3 separate regions of the Hordeum vulgare genome follow, and regions 1 and 2 are each linked to region 3. The links are chromatin contacts, called in public Hi-C and HiChIP or PLAC-seq maps. All regions are on one chromosome and are shown on one strand. Each heading gives the region's core, a stretch centred on a gene start, on an enhancer-like site or on the middle of the called end of the contact. The rest is flanking DNA. Distances are from core to core; before and after follow the strand shown.

Region 1 (3,643 bases), core at 873-3,372, 800 kb after region 3:
CATCATACAGTCATATTCTATACATGTGCATTTTAGGAGGGATTATATAAAGGTGTTCATCTCCTCTTCTGCTTCAGTGCTTGATATTACATCATGATGAACTTGTCTTTTTTTTATCATCATGACAGATACTTTAAGAGCGATAGCTTGCCAGGCTCAAGCAAAAATGTTTGGGCATTAGAACAGATAGACCCAGTAGAATTTTTTGTTGGTTACAGCTATGGAGGCTAACAGCACCAAGTTGTCACTACGATGCTTCGAAGGTTGCTACTTCCATAATATGGTCAAGTTCCCCACTATACCCCTTCTTTCTACCAAATTATGAGAAAAATAAAAAGCTTCTATGGATATACTTATGAGAAGTACAACTTAGGATCCGAGACTATAAATGTGAGAAAGCACAAGGATAATATGATTCCATGACTACAACAAGCCTAGTATTAAGTGTGAAGATAGAAACCAGAAATAGAGCATTGAAATTCTGCCAAAGTTAAGCAAATATGTAACAGGGACATAAACAGAAAGTGAGCAATCATCTTATGATGTATGTATGTTGTTATTACCTTTCCGGTAAGAGTAAGTTTTGCACATGTTGGGTTTTCAGGATCAACCTTCCCACAGGTGCCAAGAGGGAACTCACTAAGGGTAAAGGACGTCCTTTCATCCTCCAATGCATCTCTTGCAGTGGGATCCAGAGTAGTCAGATAAAAGTACGGAATACCATGGCTCTCACCTGGTACCCCGTCACTATATGAAACTACATTGCTGTGTGCAGAATAAGCATGGAACTAGTTCAACAATCAGTCAATACTCAAGACAAAGCATTCACGATTAGCCAAAGTGCGTGAATTAGGAATTACCCAAACGGAGCGCCACTTAGATCACTTGATATTGTGCTGCAAAGAAAATGGCAAAGCATTAGTGAGTGCCGCAGTCAAATACACACTAATAATGCGATACTGAAGTATCACAATCATAGCAAGAACCAACCTAAAAGTCTGTTAAATCCCAGTTCTAAGATATCTTTCCTTATACACATACTGGAGATGGCGGTGATGTTCCGGTTGCAAGCCACCTAAAATAACCTATCTATGGGCAAGTGGAACTATCTTGCTATGATCTCCAGCTTTTGGTGGTTCTAAACATGTAATATGATTCTATACTTACAGTAGCGCTGTTTCTTAGTTGCTTAGTTTTCTGGTTTTTATTATTATTTCGGAGTCGATTCACTGTGAGTTGTGACCATCAATTTATTGTATGGACTATGGGGATTGAGTTGTCACATGATTGGAGTTATTTTGATTACTTCCCAGCAGAGCATGTGGTTCAAGCTAGTTGTTTGTAAAACCTAAAAACTAGAAGGTGGGCAGTACGTTACACATACTGAACTCAGCGTAACAAACACCGAAACCTGTCTGGTATTCTTTCAGCCTAGCATCGCTTGGTTCGTGCCAGATTCTACCCCTCAAATTCTGGAATACCCGAGTTAATTGGGTACTTGGGTGTCTGACGCCTGAGCGCCAATTCAGCGTCTCAGACGCTCTACAAAGGACTCCGATTCTCCAAAGTAGCGCAGCAATTTTCCAAACTAGGCCTCGAGCAATTACTAACTCGTACTTCAACTGCGGTTCAGTGGACACCCTGCCCAACTGCAATTCTGAACTGGCAAGAGCCAATTCGATCAAAACCGCGTGTTGCCAAAGAACTCGGTTACCATACAGGGGATCAGAGAGAGAAGGTGGGTGGTATTTGGTAGGTGGGGGGAACCTGAGGACGCCCCAGGTGTTCTGCGCGGCGAGCCACCTGGCGGTGGCCGCGGCCTCGGACGGGGCGGGCTTGCGGTTGCCGGCGACGAGGGGGCGGCCGGCGACGGCGGGGGCCGGCAGCAGGAGCGCGAGCAGGAGGAGGGGGAGGGCGGCGGCGAGGCCGGCAGGGGAACGCATGATTCTCTCCGTGTGGCTCGGTTGTCCTGTCGTGCGGGAGTGGGACTCGCTGCCCTGCTCGACGGCGACGTTTTGTAGGCCGTTTCCCGTTGCAGAAGATAAGGAGGACGAACAGAATACACGATCAGGATGGATGGGCTGCATTTACTCATGCGTATGAGTGTGGAACTTTTGGTCTGTCTGTTTTTTATGCAGCATGGGGGCCTGGAAAAGGGATCGAGATGGGGAATATTCATTTCTGAGCCTGCACTCAGTTAAAATATATTTTTACAAAAAAACCAGAAAATCAAAGAACTTTTAAAAAATGCATGGTAGATAATTTAATGCGTAAGGTGCGCTCTAAATTTTAGATTATTTGGACATACAAGTAGCTCTCAGAAAAAAGATAAATTAGATCCAAACAATACATGAACAGTAAATTTTTGTACAGAGCCTAAATTTGTCTTTTGAAGGGATGGGCCAAAGAAGAGATCGGTGAAGGTATGTACCGTCGGCTTGTTTTGGGTGTGTTAAATTACATGGGTTTTAGAACAGTGGGAGCTGAGCCCAGATTTGCTAGCTGAAGTGTTTCCTATTTGTATTTCATATTCTTTATTTTTTTTGCGTGTTTTCAAGTTTGTTTTAAAAAATACACAAATATGTTGTGTTGGATGATTTTTAAAAATAATGAACATTTTCTAAATTTGGTGTAAATTATATAAATTTCGTAAATAAAATGAAAAGGGAATTGATAAAAAAGGAGAAAAATATATAAAGAAAAACTGATGGAGAAAGGAAAATAAACAAACCCCGAAGAAGACTTAAAGACCCCCTGAAAAAGCGTTCCAAAACAATGGTAGCCAACAAACGAAAAAAATATTGTCTTGCCTCGCTTTGTTAGTGGGCCCTGGCCCACTATACACGCGATGGATAAATCATCGATAAGTTGACACAATGATTAACATATAGATTTTTCCAAGGGCATCTTTGGGGGCCTCCCTCATTTCTCTTCCAATTGTATACTAGTCAAAGGCATTTAATGGCAAGTTCATATGAACAAGATAATTTTGAATATACATTGAATACAAACTGAACACTTCTTCTTTTTTGTGAAAAATTGAGCAGTTCTTACAAGTATTGTTTTAGGTTTGTAATCTCATGTCGAGTTACAATGTTTGTGATAAAATTTGATTTTCATTAAATTTCCAAAATATGTCAAGACTCCTTTGGCTAGTTTAAAATTACATTTAGTATTCACAAGATACACCCCCCTCCACAAAAATATTCACAAGATAGTGGTTCATGGGATCATATTTTGTTCAGAAAAGGTCGTCTCCATGCATTCAATATCACTTGAAAGTATGGAATACAACCAAGGGTGTAGCTAGGGGATGATTGAACGACATGCAACACTCGACAAATACCTTTTCCAAAAAAAAAATCATCATGTATGGCCATATATACATCAAACATGTATAAGCATTGTAGCATCTTTTCTATGTGGAGTTAAATTCATGAAAAATAATGATGAACAACGTCATGAGTTCCTACCTGGGCTAAAATATGATTTTGGATTGAGAGACGGCCATACGGGCTTGAAGGTTTCTAATCGGGCTGGATGTAGTAGTCATGCTTCAACTAGAAACGCCCCGTAATTGCAAAGTTTGGGAGGACAAGCGTGTGGTAGGACGGTATCCTTGCCGTCCAACTGCGTTTTGGGA
Region 2 (3,979 bases), core at 1,281-3,780, 640 kb after region 3:
AAAGCTTGTTAATCTGAAATTAGTGCTCCTTCTGTACGGGAATGCTATCGTTTTAGAAGTCGTTCCAGACACCTACATTTGGATACATCTTGCTTTTCTGTTTAAGGTCTCGATCGTCACCTATTAACATGCCAACATTAAGCGCCAGTTCTTTTAGTGCTGCTAGTTGGTACCAGGTCATTTCTTCTTGCTGTTTAATGATAGTTGGTGTGAGGTCTTTTCAAATTGCATTTAACTAGCACCACACACCTTTCACCTACTCTGCCCTTGTACCACGCTTCTATCTTTGATGGTTGAGTACGGCTTTATCTTGTTTGAATGCTGTCTTATAGGACTGTCCTATTTCACTGACACTAGCTTGCCTTTATATTTTGCCTGCATTGAGTTCCTGTAACAAGGCAGTAGCTTGAGAAGTTTCATCTTCCACTCCGCCAAAATCCAGGATTTGCTTTCTGACGTAGCATGTTTCAGTTATACATTTTTCTTACTTTAGGACTTGGCCCTTTTATTGAGTTTATTTTTAGCCTTGTAGGCATTCTGTACGGTTTATTTTAAGATAGATTTATCAAGTAGTGCCATCCATCAAAGTTCTCCTTCAAAAATAACTGTGTGGTGCACATTATATTTGGTATACAACATTTATCATATTGCTTCGAAACGAGAGAAAATAGCTTACCTTGGCTATTCCTGATTTTCTTCTTTGATACAACAGTAGCTTGCTAAGGGACAAACAGCCTTGACATCCTTGGGTTTCTGGACTCCTAACTTTATCGTACATGATTGACAAAGCTTCCCATGAGTAACAAATAGACAATTCAAGTCAAACTTCAAATCATCAGGAATCTTATTATTCATATGAATGTATGCCTTCTCTCTAGTAGCTGTTGGAGGAACCCAACCAAGAGCCTTTGTAATGCGGAGTACCTATCACAGATATATGTGTTACCCAGTTATCACACATATGTGATGCACGTTTGAACTAATGCTCAGAGCTGAAAAGTTCACCAATAAAGATTCACTTACATGAGTATCTACTGGAAAGTCGTCCTTCTGAAGATAGAACATCAGGACACATGCCACCTGTCAATAACATGCATAGTTATATACTCCCTCCGTTCCTAAATATAAGACCTTTTAGAGATTGTACTATAAACTACATACGGATGTACATAGACATATTTTAGAGTATAGATTCACTCATTTTGCTTCGTATGTAGTCTCCTAGTAAAATACCTAAAAGGTCTTATATTTTGGAACGGAGGGAGTAAATGCCATCAGTCAGATGCTTGCTTACTCCAATGGCCTCGCATTATCCAGAAATCAAACAACCAAAAATATATGGTTAAACAACTAACTAAGCAGCATACAGAAAGTTGTACAAACATTTACAATTACGAACCCTTCTTCATTTACTTTGAACAAGGCTGTTTGTGTTTTTGCTGTGTCAGCCAAACTATCAAAGGCTTAAATCGATGAGCAGGTTTGCAACCATTGTACTCCATATATAAGAACTTTGAAGAATCTCTGCTTGGAAGGCTAAAATTGTAGTTGACGGCTAACGCCAGCCACAGCATTAGTCAATCACAGCCAATGCAAAAAGAACCCGCAGCCATAACCTGCATTGCCTTCTAATCAGTATCTCGTGTCGTGACTCTCATGAGGTAACTACTCTCAGTCAAACTACCTGTTCCTAGCTTTCATCTTTTACAACAAACCAAAAGCACTGCCTTCTTACTTTATCATGAAATTGTAACTTCGCAAACCCCCAACAACCAGAACAGAAAGTTCACTGCAGTGAAACAACAAGAAAGAGATGTGGTAACTCACAGTCTTGGGCCCAATCCCTTTGAACTGCGAGAGCTCCCTCTTCACCTCATCGACGGACAGATCCCGCAGGTACTCAAGGCAAATCGCGCCCCTCTTCTCCCTCACGCCCCTCAGCATCGCCCGGATCCTCGCCGCCTTCGTCGCCGCCAGGCCCCCACACCGGATGGCGTCCTCCAGCCCCATCCCCTCCTCGTCCACCACCTCCAAAACGGAACAATGAAAGATAATGTTAGGTGCGGGAGCTTCTAGAAGCCTCGGGAAGGGGGGTAGTCAGCCATCGAGGATTCGCTGCTACCTTACCTGGTCCCAGGAGGGGAAGGCGGCCTTGAGGGAGGCGAATGCGCGGCGGGAGATGGCGTCCGTGGTGTTCTGCGAGAGGAGGGTGGTGACGAGCCCGTCGAGGACGGTCGGACGCGGGGCCGGCTGGTCGCCCTCGTCCTCCGGCGAGAGGCCGAGGCGGAGGAGGCGGAAGGGCGCGAACTCGTCCGGGAAGCCGTGGAAGGCGAGGAGGGCGTCGCGGACGGCCAGGCATTGCGCGGCGGAGGGGGGGGCGTGGCCATGGTAGGGCTCCAGAGGAGAGTCGCGCCTCGACGGCGAGGCCGGCAGCTTCCGCCTGGGCTTCCGGGTCATCTTGTCGGCTGCGTCCTGGAGGCAGCGGTCGCCGGCGATGCGGGTGGTGGGGAAGGGCAAGTGGGACGTGCGTGGGCCGGTTTTGGGCTTGAGTTGATGTGGACGTGAGAGAACTGCCAAGCCTGGAGCAGTCCTGGCCGGCCGGCCCGGTACGGCCCGCTGTTAAATTGTTATCCAAATTCTATTATATTGAACTAGACGTGGTGTAAACAGTATGGGTTCGTTTACTTGTCCTTCAAGGACTCTCATGCACCACATATATACTCCATGTAGTCGCACCTAAAGATGGCATGTCGTCTCGTGCTTGTAATACTCCATCCTCATAATGATTGCGCCTTCGTGCGTTCGTTGTTTTTCCCCGTAAGGGTTTTTACGTAAAAATTCGTGTCTCTCGTATCTCGTTTATCTCGTTTTATTTAACAAGTGGTATATATAGCTATGGTTTTGTATACGAGATTTTAGATCAAGAGATATTAGGGTTCCGACGTGTGCGCCGCCGCACGCGTCTCTGGCGATCCGAGACCAACAGGATTACCGCTGCTGCGCCATCCTACAAATTTCTGTTGTGTTCCGCTGGGTCCGTCCATACCGAGGCGTTGCAGTCCCAAAAAAACATCGGTCGCGCGCTGTTGCTGCGTACAGCTGAAGCCGCCGCTGTCTGCTGTGCTCCCGAAGAGATTACGCGTCGCTGCTGCTGCTACTTCCCAGCCGCAAAGCACCATCCATCAAGCAAAGTTTCTGCTACTACTCCACGTGGGATCACATGGATCAAGACTCAGGGTGTAAACCTGATTTGATCTAATCTGCTACTAGTACTACTCCACGCGAGGCTAGTACTAGTTTAGTTCTTTTTTGTTCGCCAGCTCCCCAGTACTACCAGGTGCTATTATTCTACTAGTTCTTTGTTCCCCAAATTAATTCTTAAAAAAAAAAATCTGCCGGCTTGCACTACTTTGTGTATACAGATTCATCCATCGGGTACGATCTTTCGCTGTTGGACCGTGACACAAGGTTTACCCTATGGCAAGTCAAGATGCGGGCGTTGTTGGTGCATGCCGACTGCGATGATGCACTGGATAGTTTTGGGAAGAATATAATTGAGGATTGGACTGCTGAGGAGAAAAGAAGGGACTGTAAAGCTTTGTTACAAATTCAACTCCATTTGCATAATAATATTTTGCAAGAAGTTTTGAGCAAGAAAACTGCGGTCGCTCTATGGTTAAAGCTGGAAGGGATTTGCATGATGAAAGATCTCACCAGCAAGACATATCTGAAGCAAAAATTATTCATGCATAGGTTACCCGAGGAAGGTAATGTTTTGAATCATATTTCAGAATTTAAAGAGATCATATCTGATCTAGCTGCAATGGAGGTTAAGTATGACGAGGAAGATACTTCTTTAATGTTACTTTGTTCACTGCCAAGTTCTTATACCAATTTTTGAGACACCATATTATACAGCCATGATACTCTCACGCTTAATGAAGTTTATGAAGCTTTGAACTCTAAGGAGAAGATGAAA
Region 3 (3,833 bases), core at 793-3,292:
TGCACAGAAATTTATGGTCTAACTACCATCTTGAAAATTGTGTCATGTCCTAAAAGATTTAAATTTTGGATCCAAGAAAGTAATTACTACACATATAAATATTGCATTTGCATCCAATCCACCAACCAACACTACCAAACTAGTACTTGGCTAGTGCTAATCAGAAATTATTTCATGGAAATATCATTACAGCCTGGTCAAATAAACCTACCAAAAATTTGATGGCATACATAAAATGCAAATCAGTAGTCTACCATAAATTCTGATTACTCTATGTAAGACAGAAACAGTAATTGTTAAACACATAAGAAATGTAGGAGATGTAGGAAGACAGACAGGTAAACAGCTAGAGAACATAATTCAAAAGCAAACAAAAACATACACATCCATTGAGTGACTTAAACAGAGGACATAATGGGAAAGGTAATTTGCTTCTGAAAACCAACCTTAAATTTGCTTTTGTCAGTTGAATGCACACGACAAACTAGCCCCTTCTTAGCTTCCTGTTCTGTGATGTCTACAGAGTAAAAATGAGCTGTTTGCTTTTCCACCTGGACACATGCAACAACTTAAGTCTTATTACTAACACGGAAAAGAAACATCACATAATGGACAGCTAGTTGCCAACCTTCTTGCGCACAGCGTTTCCTAGCTGGAGCTGGGAAACCACAATAGACCCATTTAATGCTTCTTCCAAAACGGTTGCTGAAACAGTTGTCTTAATTGGTACACCAAGCTTGCTGCATATATGTGCACAAAATCAAAACAACAGCAAGGCAGAGGCTAGCAAAATACTGGAGGAAAAATGTACCTTTTAGAAAGTTTACCTGAAAATAGCTGCGAACATGGTGTTTACGGTATTGAGACTGGATAGGTCCAGCTCTAATTCCTGGCTATCAGTTTCGATGGCCTGAAACATAGTGCAACAGTTGCCATACCATGCTCAGACAAAATGGTTATCACACACCAGTTCATCAGCTGATTACCTCGAACCCTGACGTGTCGTACTGCCGCCTCTTATGGGGATCCGACAGAATGCTGTAAGAAAACGTGACTTCCTGGAACATTTCTGATGCGACAGGGTCATCGGCATTCTTATCCGGGTGGTACCTGATGAAGTTTACCAGTAACAACAACACTGAAATCAGTACTTCATTTCTACATCAAGCTACCACTACATGCACCAACCAACGTTTAGAAAGAAGAAAAAAAATGGCCCCCCAGCCGCAGAGGTGACACGCAATTGGTGACAGACGTAGCTAAAAACTTCACTAATAAGCACACTGCAGGTATTAGCCAGGATAAGAAGGAAACCCAAAGGCAGAAGATCTATGGCTGTCTAACGTTTATTCATTCCCATCCTTATCCTGGCAATACTACTACCCTAGCTAATACGTACCTGAAACACACGCAAAGCGGCAAAGGTGTCTGAATGATGTCCAAAATGCGCACTTTTCCGCGCACATACGAACGAAACCTACCACCTAAACACGGACACGGCCACACCGGCGAAGGAAAAAAAAAACAGCAGCAGCAGCACGAGGACAGCCCGAATCTGAGACGGAGCCGGCGGACGGCCTTACTTGAGCGCCATGCGGCGGAAGGCGCTCTTGATCTCCTGGTCGGTGGCGGTGCGGGCCACCCCGAGCACCTCGTACGGGTCCTTCCTCTGCGGCGGCGCCGCCGCCGCCGCGGCCGAGTCCCCCTTGTCCGACTTGAACGACCCGAACCTCGACCCCGCCATGGCCGCGGCCCTCCTCCTCCTCTTCCGCCGCCGCCAACCGCTTTCAAACCCCCCGCAATCCCAGCCACGGCACGCGCGGGCGGTGAGATCTCGCCCCCGCAGAACGTGCCGGTTACACGCCCCGCCCGACGCGCGCGCCGCGAGCGGCCGGCCGGACGGAAGGGGAGGCGGCGCGGCGGGATAGGGTCACAGCCCCGTCCCCGTCGCTGCGGCGGGACGTCGGCCGTGCGGGATTCGAAATGGAAGGCGGGGCGAGGTGGCGAGGTGAGGGACGAGGGAGGCCGGCAAAACGAGGAGAGAGAGTGAGGTGGGTGGGTGGGGGAGGTGGCGTCATCATATTATTTGGTGCGCCTCGCTGCGGGGCCCGGCGCTCAGTGGGGTTGGTGCATCCGCAGGCTGGACTGACTGAGCCGAGCGTTGGCTCTGGCTGGCGGTTAACCGGTGGTGCTGGGCCTCGTGCGGCCGTCGGCTGCTCCTGCACGTGAACGGCAGTTGGGCCAGGGTACCCCGGGATAGCGGCTAGTTAAGGCGGGCGCCGGCCGGCCGGCCGGCCGACGTTTTGGTGCCCGCCGGCAAGATCTCCAGCTTCGAGTTTTTCCTTTTCTTTTTAAAAGTCCTCTTCTGTTCGTGAGCACATATGCACCTGCCTTGAACAGTAAATTCGGACAAGATGGTAACAAAAAAAGTTGTGGCAAACAATGTTGAATGTTTCGGGTGCTTGCAAAGTTTCAACGTGGAATGACATTTGAGGAAGTAGTGGCAAAGAAGAAAAGCAGCGCTCCAAAATGCTTTTGGGACCAGGAAACGCTTGAAACATTTGACAATGTTTGCCATGAAAACAGATTTTTTTTAAGAAAAAAAAGAATACCATTTCTTGGTTTAACGTTCGTTGAGGTCGGTATGTGCTCGCGGGCAGATACTTTGTGTCCCTTGACGCGCGACATTGCTGTTAAGTTCCGGTGTCAAATTCTAGCGTGTTAGATGTTGATGTATTTGGCACTTGGAATCCAACCAAACCCACCAATACCAACTCATGTTTGGATGGTAACAATGTAAAATTGTAAACCCTTTCACCCCCCCCCCCCCCCCCGCCCCTTCTCCAACATGCTCTCTCCTTTGTGCAAATGGCTGCCACTGTCATCCCATGTCGTGGCTCGCGGGGGGAACCTTGAACCATCAACCTTTGAAGGGAGCGGGATGCGCGAAAGCCACGTGGTCGCCGTTAGCTCTCATTGGATGTGTGGCGGCAACAGCAGTGGAACACGATGATCTTTCAGCACGAGTCGGTGGTAGAGTCTCACACTGTTATTGTCGTGGTTTTGTCACGACAGTTGTCCTCGTGAAAGGGCTTAGGTGTGAGGCCGTTCCAACTAAGTGGCGGCTTGAATGGGGTTGATTGGAATCGAGAGACGCGAGTTTGCCCAGGTTCGGCCTCTCTGATGGAGGTAAAAGCCTACATACTACTTTTGGTGTTTATTGATGATGATCTCGATTACAAGAGTGCACAATCGCTACCCAGCTCTCGAAGATTTCTCACATGTCCTTCTACCACACGGGCTCCCCTTAGGTGGAGGTCCTACAATTACAACAGAGTCCGGGTCGTATTACAACTCGTGTCTTATTCCACCTCCTACTAACTTTGGGCGAGGGAGAATCTTCACGTCTTCCCTCATGAGCCGGCCCGCCAAATGATGGGCCATGAGCCTGTTGGGCAATGTTGCATGGGAAACAAAAAAATTCCTACGCACACGCAGTACCTATCCATGGTGATGATCATCTACGAGAGGGGAGAGTGAATCTACATACCCTTGTAGATCGCTAAGCGGAAGCGTATATAACGCGGTTGATGTACTGTAACATCTTCACGATCCAAATCACAACACGTCCCGCGATCTCATCATGATCCGTCCCGCAATCCCCATCACGATCCATCCCGCTCTAGTGCCGAACGGACGACACCTCCGCGTTCAGCACACGTACAACTCAATGACGAGCCCCACCTTCTTGATCCAGCAAGAGGGGCGGAGAGGTAGATGAGTTCTTCAGCACGGGGGCGTGGTGGTGGTGGTGGTGAACTAATCCAGTAGGG

Evidence for each region. Hi-C and Micro-C count contacts between places; a contact is called where the count stands out from the background. HiChIP or PLAC-seq counts read pairs in DNA pulled down with a chosen protein or histone mark.
Region 1: an H3K4me3 HiChIP or PLAC-seq map of embryo shows a contact between it and region 3, with 8 times the contacts expected there. The contact joins the promoter of LOC123412052 here to the promoter of LOC123407834 in region 3. A contact is called at or near these places in 1 of 6 Hi-C or Micro-C datasets (seedling) and 1 of 1 datasets of contacts at active chromatin or transcription factors (embryo).
Region 2: a contact with region 3 is called in a Hi-C map of seedling, with 5 times the contacts expected there. The contact joins the promoter of LOC123411211 here to the promoter of LOC123407834 in region 3. A contact is called at or near these places in 4 of 6 Hi-C or Micro-C datasets (leaf and seedling) and 1 of 1 datasets of contacts at active chromatin or transcription factors (embryo).

The regions. Positions count from the first base shown.
Region 1 is chr7H:101,594,706-101,598,348 of MorexV3_pseudomolecules_assembly, forward strand. LOC123412052 (protein CREG1) reads right to left here and starts at 2,123. Exons shown (of 6, transcript XM_045105006.1): 1 at 1,768-2,123; 2 at 861-896; 3 at 564-765. The coding sequence starts at 2,087.
Region 2 is chr7H:101,431,105-101,435,083 of MorexV3_pseudomolecules_assembly, forward strand. It overlaps LOC123411211 (putative DNA glycosylase At3g47830), which reads right to left and starts at 2,531. Exons shown (of 5, transcript XM_045104154.1): 1 at 2,128-2,531; 2 at 1,828-2,028; 3 at 1,024-1,080; 4 at 677-924. The coding sequence starts at 2,457. The coding sequence ends at 682.
Region 3 is chr7H:100,790,072-100,793,904 of MorexV3_pseudomolecules_assembly, forward strand. It overlaps LOC123407834 (chaperone protein dnaJ 16-like), which reads right to left and starts at 2,043. Exons shown (of 12, transcript XM_045101062.1): 1 at 1,584-2,043; 2 at 987-1,110; 3 at 828-910; 4 at 629-740; 5 at 447-551. The coding sequence starts at 1,744.